5 separate regions of the Mus musculus genome follow, and regions 1, 2, 3 and 4 are each linked to region 5. A link is a contact called in public promoter capture Hi-C data. All regions are on one chromosome and are shown on one strand. Each heading gives the region's core, a stretch centred on a gene start, on an enhancer-like site or on the middle of the called end of the contact. The rest is flanking DNA. Distances are from core to core; before and after follow the strand shown.

Region 1 (2,797 bases), core at 270-2,769, 400 kb before region 5:
AGACTTATATTTGAACACTACAGATGTGTGTGTGTGATACAAAGTAGTGTCACTGAAAAAAAAATTCTCCTTAAGAACCTAGGAGCAACTTGACTCAAAACTGTTTCAAATTAATGTAACAATCTAGCAGGAAAGCTGCCACAAGCATTTGTAACATTTTAATTAAAAAAAAAAAAAGTCATAGAAACATGCATAGCCTGCTGAGACGGAGTAAGAGTACAGAGAAGAATGGTCGAGAACTGGGGATGGCTGAGATGCCGACCCAGTAAGGTTTGGTTTGGTTTTGGTGGGCTTTTTTTTTTCCTTTCTCTTGCAGGGCTTGTGTCTAGCAGCGTGTAACAAGTGCAGGGCTGTAAATTCACTGTAGCATTCAGAGGTAGTATTGAGGAGTGGGGATTATTGCATCTCTGGCTAAAAGTGCAGCGTGAATGCAGAGATGGCAGTCCGAACCAAGATAATGCACCTCGGCTAGCCATCTTATGTCAAAATGAAAGGTGTTACAGGATGTAACACGCAGGCTTCATCTGAGGTAAGTGGTACTGCGGTCTTTCACGGACACTGGTACACAATGAAGAACAGGGAATATAGAGAGGAGAGAGAGGCGAGGGAGAGAAGGGAGGGAGAGAGGACAGAGAGCGGGAGCTGTTTTTATTATTTTTTTTTAAAAAATAGTGTCCTTTATATAGCAAAAGAGATTTCGGTTTCGCTCCTCCCATGTCATCACTTGGGTGGGTTCATTGGGTACTGTTAACCTTTTCATTAAATTCCAAAACAGGATCATTTTACTCAGCTAGTTATCTCCGATGCTTCAAGGCTGACAAGTGTCATTTATGGCTAAGTGGCTTTTGGCTGTGTAGATTTCCCGAGGCGGGAAAGAGAGCTTGTGGGCTTATCACTCCTGCTGCTGTGTATGAGTCCATAAATGGAGGAGTCAACGGTTCTCGTTTACTTCCCTTTTTGAAAAACAAAACAAAGCAAAAAACGAGCATAACCTATTCTGGTTTGCTAGCTGTATGAAAAGATACACCAGCATTTTGTCTCATTCAGAATTGAAAAGTAAAAAAAGAAAAAAAAATCAAGTAAGTGTCTACAAGATTATACACAAAGAAAGGAGAGTAGTGTCTAGTTCTCATCTTTGGTGTCCTAAGCAGATTTTCTATGATCATGGTGGGGGTGGCATCTGAGTGGACACAGAGTCACACACAATGCTTTTCTTATACGAATGCCCCCGGTCACCAGGGTGCCGGTTTAGGGTTTGCATGTAGTGACTGATTAAGCCCACCACAGAGGTTTTCTTCAACCACACACCCTTGCTTATCAGATCCACAAACTATTAGTAAGTTAAGGAAAAAGAAAACAGTCATTAAAAGTTGCATTGTTAAACTGTGTCCCCCGTGTTTACAGCAGTTTTTCACTAAACCTGGGACTGTGAAGGGATTACAAAGTGATTAATATAGTCCTTCTCAAGGTTATGCGATTTCGCCCACCCCGGCCCCGCCCCTCGCCCAGCCCCGCCCCCGCCCCACCCCGCAGGAAGTAGAAAGACCGTGGCAGTTAAGAATAACTGGTCACTGCAGTGTCTTCTCCCTTCAAAAGATCCAACTGATGCTGAGGTAGAAATTGAATGTCGGCGCCCCCTAATCCTCCTCTGCGGACTCTTGCGAGGATGTCTCTTCAGTCTCCTGCAACACACGGAAGGCAGGTGGGTTAGGCCTTGTTTGGGGAACAATGCTTGCCCAGAGTACCACTCCTGTAACCAGGAGTCGCCTGCACCACGCTGAGCTTGCTTAAGCGGAACATGGTGGGGGACACTGCCTGACCTCTATTCCCAGGCACTCAACCCGTGTCATTGAGGAATCAAGGGGTTGTCTTTTTTCCTGGGCTGTTTTTTGTCACTGTTGACTTAAGGCACCATGGCTGCTGGTCAGCAAATTCAATTGTTTACCGTCAGAAGTAGCCTGTGGGGTCTCTGGAGACTTCACTCACCAAGAAAGAGTTGGTTTCTCCCCATGGTGTGCCACAGTCATCGGGTTTAAAAAGCTGCTCTTGAAAGTCAACCCACCCACCAAATGTTGGTAATGGTAGCTGATGCTATTTGAACTTTTGCTAGTTGATGCTGTTTGGGCGTTTGCTAGATGTGTGTGTGTTTTTTTAGATGGGTTCCTTAGTGTACAGACAAACAATATACCCCTTATATATAAGGCAAGTAGGGGCAGGTTTGGGTCAAACAGGGCTGGTATACAACTCCTCAGCCAAGGCTGTGGGAGAGCGACAGCAGACCCATCCTGCAAGTACATTGCTCCTGAGAGCAGTTTCCTTATTTTTACATTTATTAAAACACATTTTGAGGCAATGGGCTAAGTTTGACATAACTGTTCAATCTCAATACTAAATCCGTCAACATCAGGCAAACATTTAACGGTGGGCCAGCCAAGCAGAGAAAACCTAATATATATGTTTTCTCAGGGCCTCTCGCCCATATAAATCTAACTCCACCCCAGCCCCCCTTTCCCCTCATTCCTTATGGCTCTGGAATTTGTTGGGGTTCCTGCAAGCTGGTGTGAGCTACAAAGTTCTTTTTAACTTCTGCTTATTTAACAAACCTGCAATACCTTTCAGGACATGGGCGGTAAAGCGGAGCTAATAAACATTTCCGATAAAGAGTGTCGTTAGTGGGAGGATGATTTTTATCAAACGCTGCCGGCTGGCTCCAAAGACGGCATGTGAAACAGATCTGGGAGAGGGGTAAACATTTACTCCAGCAGCCAATGAAGCCCCTTTAAGAATGGCCAGCTTA
Region 2 (2,700 bases), core at 15-2,514, 490 kb before region 5:
ATCCTTTATTCCTTCGTAATATGACGTCATTCGCAGACCCTTCTCCTTTTCTCTGGCCTCTGAGCTTTGTTACAGTTAGAGCGGTGCTTTCTCAACTCACCTCCCCTGCTGGCCCTGCCCCAGATAGGGTATTTCCAGGTCAGAGGTGAGTAGGACTCTACTCTGCCCTCCCAGGATCTCTATACTCGTTTTCGTTAAAGCGACACTCGCAGAGGTGGCTCCCTAGGGCAAAGGAGGTAGCTTTGATTGTGAACACACTCAAAAAAACGGGTTTCCCGAGGCTTTCATGAACACTAGCTAATTCCAATTTGCCGCAGCTTGGTGGGGATGGAACACTCATTTCTTCCAGCTTGGACTTACAGGCTGCCTCTCTGTGGAATGCTAACCACCACCGAGCCGGCCAGGCTGCTTGATGGAGGGTCCAGACTATCGGATTCAGTGGAAACTACAGGGGGAGTTTGAGGGGAGCAGAATGTAATTACTTGAGCTGGACTCGGGCCAGCATTCTGGAGTTAACACAACTGGCCTTAGAGAGTCCGCTGTAAGATCTCCGGTGGCCACAAATGGTTAGGTCTGTGGTTTTAGGTTTCTTCAGAAAGGTAAACAGCACAGTTGAGCACAGTGCCCCCTAACACCACGCGGGCATCTTATTCACAGGGACCCAGGGAGAAAGAGGCCACCTACGGAATCAGAAACACCGTTTCCTGAAGTACCTTCTTGTCCCTGGGAGGTCTCTCATCCCTAGTCAGAACCTGACAAGCTCGCAGGCTGAGTGCTACGGCTGCCAGACTAAATTATGCGCTTATCATTTCTCCCCGTGTTGTCTGGGATTCCAGCAACCAAACAGTGGGGAACTCCTGATTCACATTTCTGCTCAAAACACACTCGTCGTCGTTTCTCCTCTCTGTAAAGCTCCCGGATCCCACAGTCCAAGTTAAACACAACTGGAATTTCCCTATAAGTCAAAAAAAAGTATTAATTCCGAGACCACATATTTTTCTTCTTGTAGGGTACATACGCATTTAAACACAGCACATGGGGCAGATCATCTGAAAACGGGGAAAAGCTCGGAGGGAAAAACAAAACAAACAAAAACAAACAAACAAACTAAGAGAGCAGAGATTTGGTTGGGTGTCTGACCCTGCAATGGGAATTTTCCTCTGTGGTTTGCTGGGAGAATACTAAAGGCCAGGCTGGAAGTTTCTATACCACATAGATCTTCAATGAGGGTGACTTAGGGCGGGAAGGAAGTAAGATGAGTCTTGGGCACTATTAGGGTGGCATGCGGCTGAACTAATGAATCCTGGGCTCTGGCACATCTGAGCTCTCTGGACTGTAACAGTCATCTTTTATGAATTAAAACGGCAATCTAAAGTTTTATAAATGTTAGCTCTTCTAATTGACGGTGGCCTGTCTAACGCAGAGGAAGTCGAGAATATCTCTCCCCTTGTTTCCCTTTTCACTTCTGCAAGTTCAATCTTCAGGAACTCCGACAAGGTCTTCATTTTTATGACGACCCACGCTGACTCCCAAATATATGATTTTTTTTTTCGCCCAGTAATGTTTGTGCCCATCTGGTTTGAATTTAGCATTCTTATGAGTCACTTCACTGTGATAGGAACACTCTGCTATAGAAAACTTCTGTTAATATTTTAACATTTTAAATCAAACATGCACACAGCATTACCCAAGTCTCCTTGCAATTACAGAAAACCCATGCCCTCTGTCCTTCATGGTTGCTGCCTTCACATTTATTTTCCTTAAATTGAACATAGTACACAGTAAATAAGTGTGCATCCCAGACAGATGTGGTGTGTGGTAAATAAGTGTGCATCCCAGACAGATGTGGTGTGTGGTAAATAAGTGTGCATCCCAGACAGATGTGGTGTGTGGTAAATAAGAGTGCATCCCAGACACATGTGGTGCGGAGTAAATAAGTGTGCATCCCAGACACATGTGGCGAGTGGTAAATAAGTGTGCATCCCAGACAGATGTGGTGTGTGGTAAATAAGTGTGCATCCCAGACAGATGTGGTGTGTGGTAAATAAGTGTGCATCCCAGACGCATGCTCAGCAGCATGGACCAGTGTATCCCTTTACTGCCTGAGAGCCTTTTGCAGCACCGTTTGCCTCGAGAGTAGGAGGGATGGCTGACTCTATAGGAAGTCATTTCCGTCTCATGGCTGACACTTAACCCATTTAAAAGAGCCCCATTTATTTTGCCCTCAACATAGACTTTATAACTTATGTTTTACTACCCAAATTTCCTGAAGCTTGTTTGAACCCATTTTCCTTTTACTGCTGGACAAAGTTTCTCAGAGTAGTCTTTAAGGCGAGAGGGAGGAGGGGGAAAATGTTAGGAATCTCTTTAAGAAAATACAGCAGGGTCTCCCCCACCTTCTTAGGCAAATGAATGGTTCTCTGAGAGGGGAGACTGAGCTGTGTACTTAGTGGGTAAATTGAATCTGCACATGGGGTGGACATAATTTAACTTAAAAAAATAAAAAGGACAATTTTGAAGGATTATTTGTCTATATTAAAAGTGAAGTAAGTACGCCCTAACAGGCCAGACCATTTTCTTCTTTATTTGGCTTTATGTAAAATATTTCATCTTAATTTTGGAAGGGGGAAAAAAAAAAGACAGCGTTTTAAATCAGCACTCCAGGCCTGTTTGTAAGGTGGGCATGGGTTCTGCACTTCC
Region 3 (2,700 bases), core at 138-2,637, 440 kb before region 5:
ATTTTAATATGTGCCCCCCCCCAAAGGCATGCTTCCATATCAGTGTTTAAGTCATATGTCCTTAGCTTTACTCTGAAATAATACTCTCAGTTGCATTTTCTCCCCCTGGCAAGTTAGTTCTTACTGAAATGCTTTCAGGTCATCTTGTTCCCACCTGGGGCCATGTTAACAATTTGGCCATTCTGCATTAAACAGTAATTGACTTAGTGACATTTGATAGATTCGTACTCACATTCCACAGTTTAAATATCTTGTTAAAGTGTTGTTAATAATCTGTGGGTATATATTTCAAATAACTGTCATTAAATGCAGAATAACTGTCATTAAAGAGAGAGAATTAAATTTAATAGAGTAGTTACTATATACTTAAATACCAATGGGTGATTAGAAACAGATTTATCGGGGTCTCGATCATGCCTGGGTAGATTCGTGCCTATTTAGCGAGGTCAGTCCGCTGTATCTTTTTCTATTTTAAATCAGATGGTGAGTAGGTGCTTAAGTTAGAGGTGCTTAAGGTGGTACAGCGCCAATTAACCAGTGCTCAAAACTTTGGAAACCATTCCACTTCTTGGGGCAGTTCAAAGGTGTACCTTCGTCCCCCAGAGATGGAAAAGATAGTCTCTGTGAAGTCACAGCAGGAGGAGGGGCAGAGAGATGGGAAATCCACCCCCGGCTGTTCATATTTCCCGCTCAGTAAAGTGGTCACCTGACCTTTTAAAACCGTCTGGGATGCTCTGGGTAGAATATCAAAGACCCGTACTTCCAACCACACCATTCAGAGATGTCAGTTTGATAAATTCAGACCATCACGCTTTGGTTTTGTTTTATTTTGAAATTACAAGACACATCTCCCAAGCTATCTGGAGAGGTTGGGTTCTTTACATGGCTTTTGAGCTCAGCCCACTCTGAGTTTGAAGTATTTTGTTGAATCTCTTTGATCTTCTATTTGACTTCTGCTTGGGGGGGGGGGGACCAAAAAACTGCTCATAAACCTTCCAAGGACGGCTTTCTGACTTTCAGCTTTATTTAAGAATTATAAACAATGGACAGGTCTATAGCAGCATGATTTTAAGAGCACTTAGGACCCGAATGCTAATTTATTTCCTCGCCACCAAAAAAGAGACTTGTTTGGTAAAAAAAGAAGTTTTGGAGAGTTCAGCTTCGCTCAGTGAAAAAGAATGCTACTTTTAAGTGGCTAAATGTATTGCCTTTCTTCTCTTTCTTTCCTTTTTTTTTTTTCTTTAAATATTAAGATCTCTAGAGTAGCAATTTCCTCAAAGATGTTATGCACAAGGATTGGTATGACATTTGAAATGGCTTCAAGAGAGCCTGGCTACCCTTGACATGCTGGCAAACACTTCACAGATGTGCTTCTTGTGGCTGCCACACCGAGAGAGAACACAGGAGCGCTGACTGCAAACAAGTATCTCCATGTGTCAGTGTGAGGGAGAGGAGGCCTGAGGTGCTAAGCACCGCCATCGGCATCCCAGCTGCACGAGAGCCCCTCCTCGGATCTTGGCATCCACAGCTGATATCACATTAGTGGATGGATGCTCGTTGGTGTGATTTCCCATAACAACAACACACAAGCCAATAAGGAGCATGAAAACACTTTGGCAGCTGACTCTCGCGACTCCCAAGCAAACGAGTGCAGGACTACCTGCTTGCTCTCTAATAGTATAAGCTTTGGAAGTACTCCTGAGCTAGCAAACATGTCTCGAGGGCTCAATCAGTTATGTCGAGGGGGTGGGGTAGGGAATCACTTAATTTTATGTAGAAACTCAGATGACAATATCTAAGATCAGGTCACACTGTATTTCCTCCAGAAATAGCAATTAAAGTAATAGTGTTCTTATAACGATGGTTATGCTTTAAAAAAAAAAAAAGTCATTGAGCCCAGCAAGATGGCTGAGCAGGCTACACAAACCTGACCATCTGAGTTTGAGTCCCAGAACAAGTGTGAAGGTTAAAGGAGAAGAGACCTGACCCCAGAGTTGCCCTCTGACCCCTAGGACCCGCCCACTGACCTCCATGATGCCCACGTGCACACTGTGGCACGTGAATTGCCCACACCTTCCTTCCTTCAGGTTTCTTTTAAATATAAAACAATGGTTTGAAACATCAGGCTAACCCGAAGAACTGATCGGAAGGACACCGGAAGCGTCCGACCAATTGCTGAGGTTGCTTTTTCGTTCTACGGAATCGTTTCACCGGCCAGTGGTGGGCACTGCAGGCAAGCAGGGTGAGCGAACTGGGCGCAAGGAAGTTGTCAGTGAAAGCTGGATCCGTGAGTATTAAGATGCCCCGTGTTGAGGCAGATTCTCATCTTTAGGCTCCCTTTCCCATAGTTGACCTCCCTCACCCCATCCTTTCTCAGCAGAAAACCTGAAGGGCTGAATTTCCTCTGGACCTCCCCTTTGACCCTCCAGACTTGAAAGCCTACCTCAGACTTCCACATCTCCTGGCCCTTGTCCTTGCTTCCTGTTGCTTGCGTCTGCTTTGTCTCAGGTCTTCATAGTTGTGTGTACAGCACGGTAAATCCTACTCCAATTCCTGATTTCCCCCTTAGCCTAGCAGGTTTGGGTTGTGGATCTTTGACCTTGAACAGTAGCCAGACACACACAGCACTGCACTGGGTGAGACGGGAGGCCCTGGCCTTGCAGCTGGACTAGTCTAAACAAGTCAACTTCACACGATGGA
Region 4 (2,700 bases), core at 164-2,663, 270 kb before region 5:
AGGAGCAAAACTACAGTCCACGGGTGTCTCTGCCTGCCTTTCTCTTTCCACGCTCTGCGGGTGCTCAGCCTCTTCCTCTCGCCTAGAATGGTTACCTCATCTTCAAAGTATGGCCACTCCACCTCAAGTTCAGCAGCCACGTGCTAGACAAAACAGGAGCAAAATAAGGAAAACAGACTGGTCCAGAAATCCACAGCAGATTTTCACAAGGTCAGTCTCAGCTCCAGATGAGAGAGGCTGCAAAAATAAAAAATAAAATAAAAAAGTAAATAAAATATAAAATGTTTTACTACTCTGAATAAGTTCAGTTGGAATTTGTTTGCTCATTGAGATAAGGTCTTGCTTGCTCTGCAAGTCAGAAAGATCTTCAACTCTCTCTGTAGCCCAGGCTAATTCACATTTTATGATGCCCCTGCCTTAGCCTTATTGGGATTAGAGCCATGTGCCACCACACCTGATTGAGAATCTGTCATTTGAATATATATATACATATATATACACATATACATATATACACGTATACACGTATACATATATACACACACACATATATGTGTGTATGTATATGTGCATATATATACATATATGTGTATATATATGTCTGTGAGCTGGGTGTATGTACATGTGCTCCTTCACATACTTGGGGCACACTTGTGTGTACAGGTACTCATGTGCACAAGCCTGTGGAAACCTAAGACTGCTGCTGGATAGCATCCTTAATGGCTTTCACATTTTATCTGAGGGTCTCTCGAGGTGTGGAGCTTAGCCAGTCAGCTTGCTCTGGGAATACCCCTGCCTCTACTTCTGCTTGCTGGGGTCACAGGTGGACACCAGGCCTACTCAGCTTTTCTGGGGGCCTTGAGAGTATGGACCCTGTGTCTCACGCTTGTCCCACAGGTGCTTCAGTGATTTTTAAAGAAAGAAGTCAACAGATAAATTCTGGGTAGCGGCTAGCAATGTTTGATACAAAAGAACAGTTTTGGTATAATCCAACACTCTCGTTTTTAATCATTTCAGCTTCTAATAATTTCAGATTTTAATATAGTCTCCCAAATGGAGACCTTGAGGAAGATGCTACTGGGGGAAGGGATGGAATGTTTGAGATCTAAGATGCCCTGAAGTTTGAGTGCAATAATGAGTTCACCGTGTTAGTAAATAGGAAGCAAGATGCCATTGAGACAGAACTGAGCGGGGAGGGAAACTGGACTGTTGTTTTCAATAATTCACTCCCTTCCTCTGTAAAATTACACTCTCTTGCTCTTTCACTCTGGAAGCCAAGCTTTGCGATACTGGCTGTATTGAAGTTGGGTTTGGTGACAGGAAATTTTTGGACAGCAGTTGGAAAGCAGAAGTGTCATGTGCCAGATCCAGGCCACAGGCTGTTCCTGCTTGTCATCTGAGAGTGGACACTCCACCACGTCAGAAACAGTCTCAGTCCTGCAATGAAGACACATGAAATAATATCAGAATGGATGCCTCGCCCTACAGAGTGAGGACTGGGTGCCAGTGGTCGAAGCCACTGGGCTTTGTGGTTGCTTATAATGCTGTTTGAGGGAAGGGCCATTGGTTCCAGTACTGGTAGTCATCTTCCGGAGCACAGGGAAGTGATGTCACTCCCACTAGGATGCTGCGCTCCCACTAGGATGCTGCGCTCCCACTAGGATGCTGCGCTCCGATCATAAACGCATACGGCGGAAGTGTTGCTGAGGGCACAGGGCCACTGGCGCATTGACATGTTGCTTCTTGAGATGTGATACAGTTGCTTGAGGAAACAAACTCTCATGAGAACCTTAAGAGTACAATTTCCACAGGGCTCGTCCTTAGGGACCTCAGAGTCAGCTCGAGACAACCCCAAGTCCAGTTCTCAGCATAAAGATTTATTTGTCTCAAATGGACAGAGAGCAGGGAATTAAAGACAGAGGCAAGAGTTAGAGAGAGATGGGGAAAGGAACAAGGGAGAGGGGAGAACGGGAGCAAGGGGAGTGTAATGGTATATTAGTCCAGGGTGGGGGTGGGACATAACAAAGGACTGCCTCTGGATAGAGAGAAGACAGCCATGACCCATAGACAAATGTTGGTTTATAAAGGTGAAAGGGGAAATCACATGTTAGGATGAGTTGACTAATTTTAATTGGGCACGATAATTAAAGTGGCCAAAAGGGGGCTTTTGATGGTTGGACTTCAATGCTTTGATAACTGGACCTTGGTGGTCAGCCTCAGGGGGAGGAAGTGGCCAAATAAGGGACTAGCCCTTGGTGGCTAGCTTTAGGAATGTCATCTAATGGCTCTTAGCAAGGCAGAGGGAATAGAAGAAGTGCAAGGCTTTCCAGAGCCATGTTTGTCATGCTCATACCAACTAGAGTTTCTTCACTCAGCATGTCTATTCATATTACATATCATTTATGTATGTGTATATAAACAAAATGTAAACATCCACACAACCATACTGGCTAAAACACGGAAAAAGCACAAACATAAAATGTTCACGATCCGGTAACTGGAAAAATAAAATATCTGTCCATTCACGATATGGGATAGTACTCAACACTGAAAAAGACACGAAGCACTGGCATGCGCTACAACATGCTACAACCGTGTATGATTCTTGGAAAGAATATGCTGAGTCAGACTCTGAAGGATACTATTGTAAAATTTCATTAATGGGTTAGTGGTTAAGAACACTTACTGCTCTTCCAGAGG
Region 5 (2,738 bases), core at 189-2,688:
CTGTCTTTCCTGCTTTCCTGTGTCAAGTACTCCCAGGGCAACTCCCCCTGAGTGGAAAGAAAGCTGTCAGGATGAAAGGACCCTGCTTATGATGAACAGCTGCTGGCTGGACCCATGCAGGAAGAACCAGCCTCAAGTTAACTCCTTGTTCCCAGCCAGCCAGGAACTGACTGCATCCAGACTTCTGAAGCCACAGCTCTGAATGAAGCAGCTTTTTATGAATGGAGAGCCATGCCAAAGGTCTTCAAAGCCCATGGGATCTCCTGAGCATATCTTCACTCCCCCCGGTCTTTCACAATAGACACCCTAACGTGTCCACCCCAGGAATCGAGAGGCTCAGACCTCTGGATCTACCACTCTTCCCTAGTTTTTTGGAAGACCTCAGCCTGTTGCTGTTCAGAGGCACAAATGGCACTGCCAGTGAGTGGAATAGCATCTGAAAGCTGCCTTAGTTTGCACAGTCAGTTCTATCAGAACAGGGAAAAGAAGGGCACATCCTAAAGACACGTTCTGTGTAGTCAGAAGTCCTGTAGACAGAAGGTCTATAAAGCTTCAGGTTCTGTTAAATTACTGCAGGAATCAATCTTAGCCATGCTTTCCAATGCAGCAAAATGTGATTATTTTTCCAAAGGGAAAAACGAGCCCCAGTTTGCAGTAGATGAACAATCAGGTGGGAAGAACTGGGCACAATTCTGCACCCAGGATCAGCCTCAAACCTTCCCTCAGCATCTGCTGAAGGCTCCAGCTCCATCCTATAATAGCGAACAGGATAAGAGTATCAGCTCACAGGAGAAACATATCTATACATTGATAGCTGTACATTAGTTGTAGGTACTACAAAAACTCAAAGACTATCGGAGAAAAACTTTAAAGAACAGTTTCCTTTGAGCTCATAGTTTAGTTATTTCAGTCCTATGGTCACCTGGTTCCCTTGTCTGTGAATTATAGTGATGCAGACTATGTGATGGTCTAACTCTGATCAACAACTTTATTGGATTAAGAAACCACCAAGGCATTAGTGAGTCACACCTTACCTCTGAACTTATCTGTGAGCCTTTTTCTAGAGAGGAATGACTAAGAGGGTAAGACCTTTCCTGAACATAGTAGAGACCTTCCCATGCACTGCGGACTTGGCTGGATAAAAAGAGGACTTGGCTGGATAAAAAAAACGGGAGAGGAGAAAGCCTCTGAGCTCCGTCATTCCCTCCTCTCCTTTTCCTGGTCCGCTGAGATGTGAATCAGCAGCCTCATGCTTCTGCTGCCACGCCTGCTAGCCACTCCCACTACCATGCCTGTGAGCCACGCCCACTGCTATGCCTGATAGCCACTCCCACTGCCATGCCTGATAGCCACTCCCATCGCGATGCTTTCATGATTGTGACAAACTATACTCGCAAACCATGATCCAAAAGAAAACCTCCTTCTCTCGCATTTGGTCACAGCTGCTGGAAAAACAATAGAGAACAATGTGGAGGAAAGCAGTCGGGGTGGAGCAGGGCTTCTGATCTCACTGCAGCTGGGTAACAGCATGTGAATTCGGGCAAGGTAAGCCATTCAAAGGTACCCTCCCAACCCGCCACTTCCAGTTAGGTCATACCTCCCAAAAACACACTCAATGATGAAGTCATCAGTAGAATGGTCTGTTGGTGTGGTTGGTATCCTTCTTATCCATCTACTTCTCAACAAAACTGCCAGACTCAAAACCTGAGACTTTGAGGGGCATTCGAGGGGCATATCACTCAGGGTTCTCTAGAGGAACAGATCCAATAGAACGTATATTACAGAGGTAATCCATTATGATGGCTTACAGGATAGGTGCACTCGTGCCTGCTGTGTGTGTGTGTGTGTGTGTGTGTGTGTGTGTGTGTGTGTGTGTGTGTCTGTGTGTGTGTGTGTCTGTGTGTATGTGCTGTTACCTGCAGAGGTCAGGAGGGGGCGCATATCTCTTGGAGCTGGAGTTAGGAGTGGTCGCACAGAACTCAGAACCTCCGGGGGAACAGCAAGTTCTCTGAACTGCTGAGGCATCTCTCAGGCCCTCTGCCAGAATCCTTTGAGTAGATCCGCCCTTCACTCTTCTCCAAGGTTTTAAATCTCTTCGTGAAAAAAAAAACAGAATCAGACAAACTTAAGTACCATCATCTCCTTACAACGAGCAAAGAATGTTATTTCAGGATAACTCTGTAGGTTCAGCAGGATGGAAATTCCCACTTTCCTCTAAACACCATAAAACAAATACAGGATCGGGAAGCCCCGCTCTTACTGTTCCCACGGGTTTCCCAGATAAGAGTCGTATCTGTCTTTTCCACTTCACTGGCCTTCGGTCTAGTTGGTTTGTTCTCAGAGTGAAAAGGATGGTGGTATTGTGTGGTACTGAGACGAGCTGCCGTTATTGGCAGCTGTCAATCTGCCACTGTGCTCCACCACTGCTCCACATTGGCTGAGATGGAGCCGGACTTCACGTGAGGTATGGCGGTTGTGTGAGTCATGGCCATCACATTAGGCAAGCCAGACTATGATCAATACTAGGATTTTATTTTCACTCTAAGAGCTTATATCTCGAAGACCAGAGCACACTGCACAAGAGTCTGACTAGCTCTGTCGGTTAGTCTTTATCGGGGCTGCTAACAGGAGGATGGGCGAGGGGTTACTCACAGGAGCAGGGTTGACTCAAAGGCAGGCACATCACAGAAAAGTGCACCCCATCATGGATGGCAGCTCACTGAGTGGTCTCATAGCTA

Evidence for each region. Promoter capture Hi-C pulls out the DNA fragments that hold promoters and counts their contacts.
Region 1: a promoter capture Hi-C map of frontonasal cranial neural crest shows a contact between it and region 5. The contact joins the promoter of 1700006J14Rik here to the promoter of 4921513I03Rik in region 5. A contact is called at or near these places in 6 of 39 promoter capture datasets (the HPC-7 cell line, cranial neural crest, embryonic stem cells and 3 more), 1 of 484 Hi-C or Micro-C datasets (bone marrow-derived macrophages), 1 of 115 datasets of contacts at active chromatin or transcription factors (extraembryonic endoderm stem cells) and 1 of 9 other capture datasets (embryonic stem cells).
Region 2: a promoter capture Hi-C map of hematopoietic stem and progenitor cells shows a contact between it and region 5, with 3 times the contacts expected there. The contact joins the enhancer-like site here to the promoter of 4921513I03Rik in region 5. A contact is called at or near these places in 17 of 39 promoter capture datasets (3T3-L1-derived adipocytes, the HPC-7 cell line, the SN4741 cell line and 11 more), 1 of 484 Hi-C or Micro-C datasets (bone marrow-derived macrophages), 5 of 115 datasets of contacts at active chromatin or transcription factors (the NIH/3T3 cell line, embryonic hindbrain, embryonic stem cells and 2 more) and 1 of 9 other capture datasets (embryonic stem cells).
Region 3: a promoter capture Hi-C map of hematopoietic stem and progenitor cells shows a contact between it and region 5, with 4 times the contacts expected there. The contact joins the enhancer-like site here to the promoter of 4921513I03Rik in region 5. A contact is called at or near these places in 14 of 39 promoter capture datasets (the 3T3-L1 cell line, 3T3-L1-derived adipocytes, the SN4741 cell line and 9 more), 1 of 484 Hi-C or Micro-C datasets (bone marrow-derived macrophages) and 2 of 115 datasets of contacts at active chromatin or transcription factors (embryonic stem cells and trophoblast stem cells).
Region 4: a promoter capture Hi-C map of the HPC-7 cell line shows a contact between it and region 5. The contact joins the enhancer-like site here to the promoter of 4921513I03Rik in region 5. A contact is called at or near these places in 12 of 39 promoter capture datasets (the 3T3-L1 cell line, 3T3-L1-derived adipocytes, the HPC-7 cell line and 9 more), 1 of 484 Hi-C or Micro-C datasets (nephron progenitors) and 1 of 115 datasets of contacts at active chromatin or transcription factors (extraembryonic endoderm stem cells).

Annotation. Positions count from the first base shown.
Region 1 is chr10:120,362,615-120,365,411 of GRCm38.p6, forward strand. 1700006J14Rik (a long non-coding RNA gene) reads left to right here and starts at 1,520. Exons shown (of 7, transcript XR_003948966.1): 1 at 1,520-1,702. It overlaps Hmga2 (high mobility group AT-hook 2), which reads right to left. Exons shown (of 5, transcript NM_010441.3): 5 at 1-1,682. The coding sequence ends at 1,638. Gm40783 (a long non-coding RNA gene) reads left to right here and starts at 1,742. Exons shown (of 2, transcript XR_872121.2): 1 at 1,742-2,797.
Region 2 is chr10:120,271,962-120,274,661 of GRCm38.p6, forward strand. No RefSeq gene overlaps it. Among named protein-coding and RNA genes, the nearest start is that of Llph, 46 kb to the left of the region's middle. Within about 2 kb of position 1,265, at least 68 of the 459 cell types and tissues checked have an H3K27ac peak or open chromatin away from gene starts, as enhancers often do. A contact at or near this core is called in the NIH/3T3 cell line and hematopoietic stem and progenitor cells, where this site is marked.
Region 3 is chr10:120,326,069-120,328,768 of GRCm38.p6, forward strand. No RefSeq gene overlaps it. Among named protein-coding and RNA genes, the nearest start is that of 1700006J14Rik, 37 kb to the right of the region's middle. Within about 2 kb of position 1,388, at least 11 of the 459 cell types and tissues checked have an H3K27ac peak or open chromatin away from gene starts, as enhancers often do.
Region 4 is chr10:120,490,303-120,493,002 of GRCm38.p6, forward strand. No RefSeq gene overlaps it. Among named protein-coding and RNA genes, the nearest start is that of Hmga2, 15 kb to the left of the region's middle. Within about 2 kb of position 1,414, at least 5 of the 459 cell types and tissues checked have an H3K27ac peak or open chromatin away from gene starts, as enhancers often do. A contact at or near this core is called in the HPC-7 cell line, where this site is marked.
Region 5 is chr10:120,764,294-120,767,031 of GRCm38.p6, forward strand. 4921513I03Rik (RIKEN cDNA 4921513I03 gene) reads left to right here and starts at 1,439. Exons shown (of 3, transcript NR_038000.1): 1 at 1,439-1,545.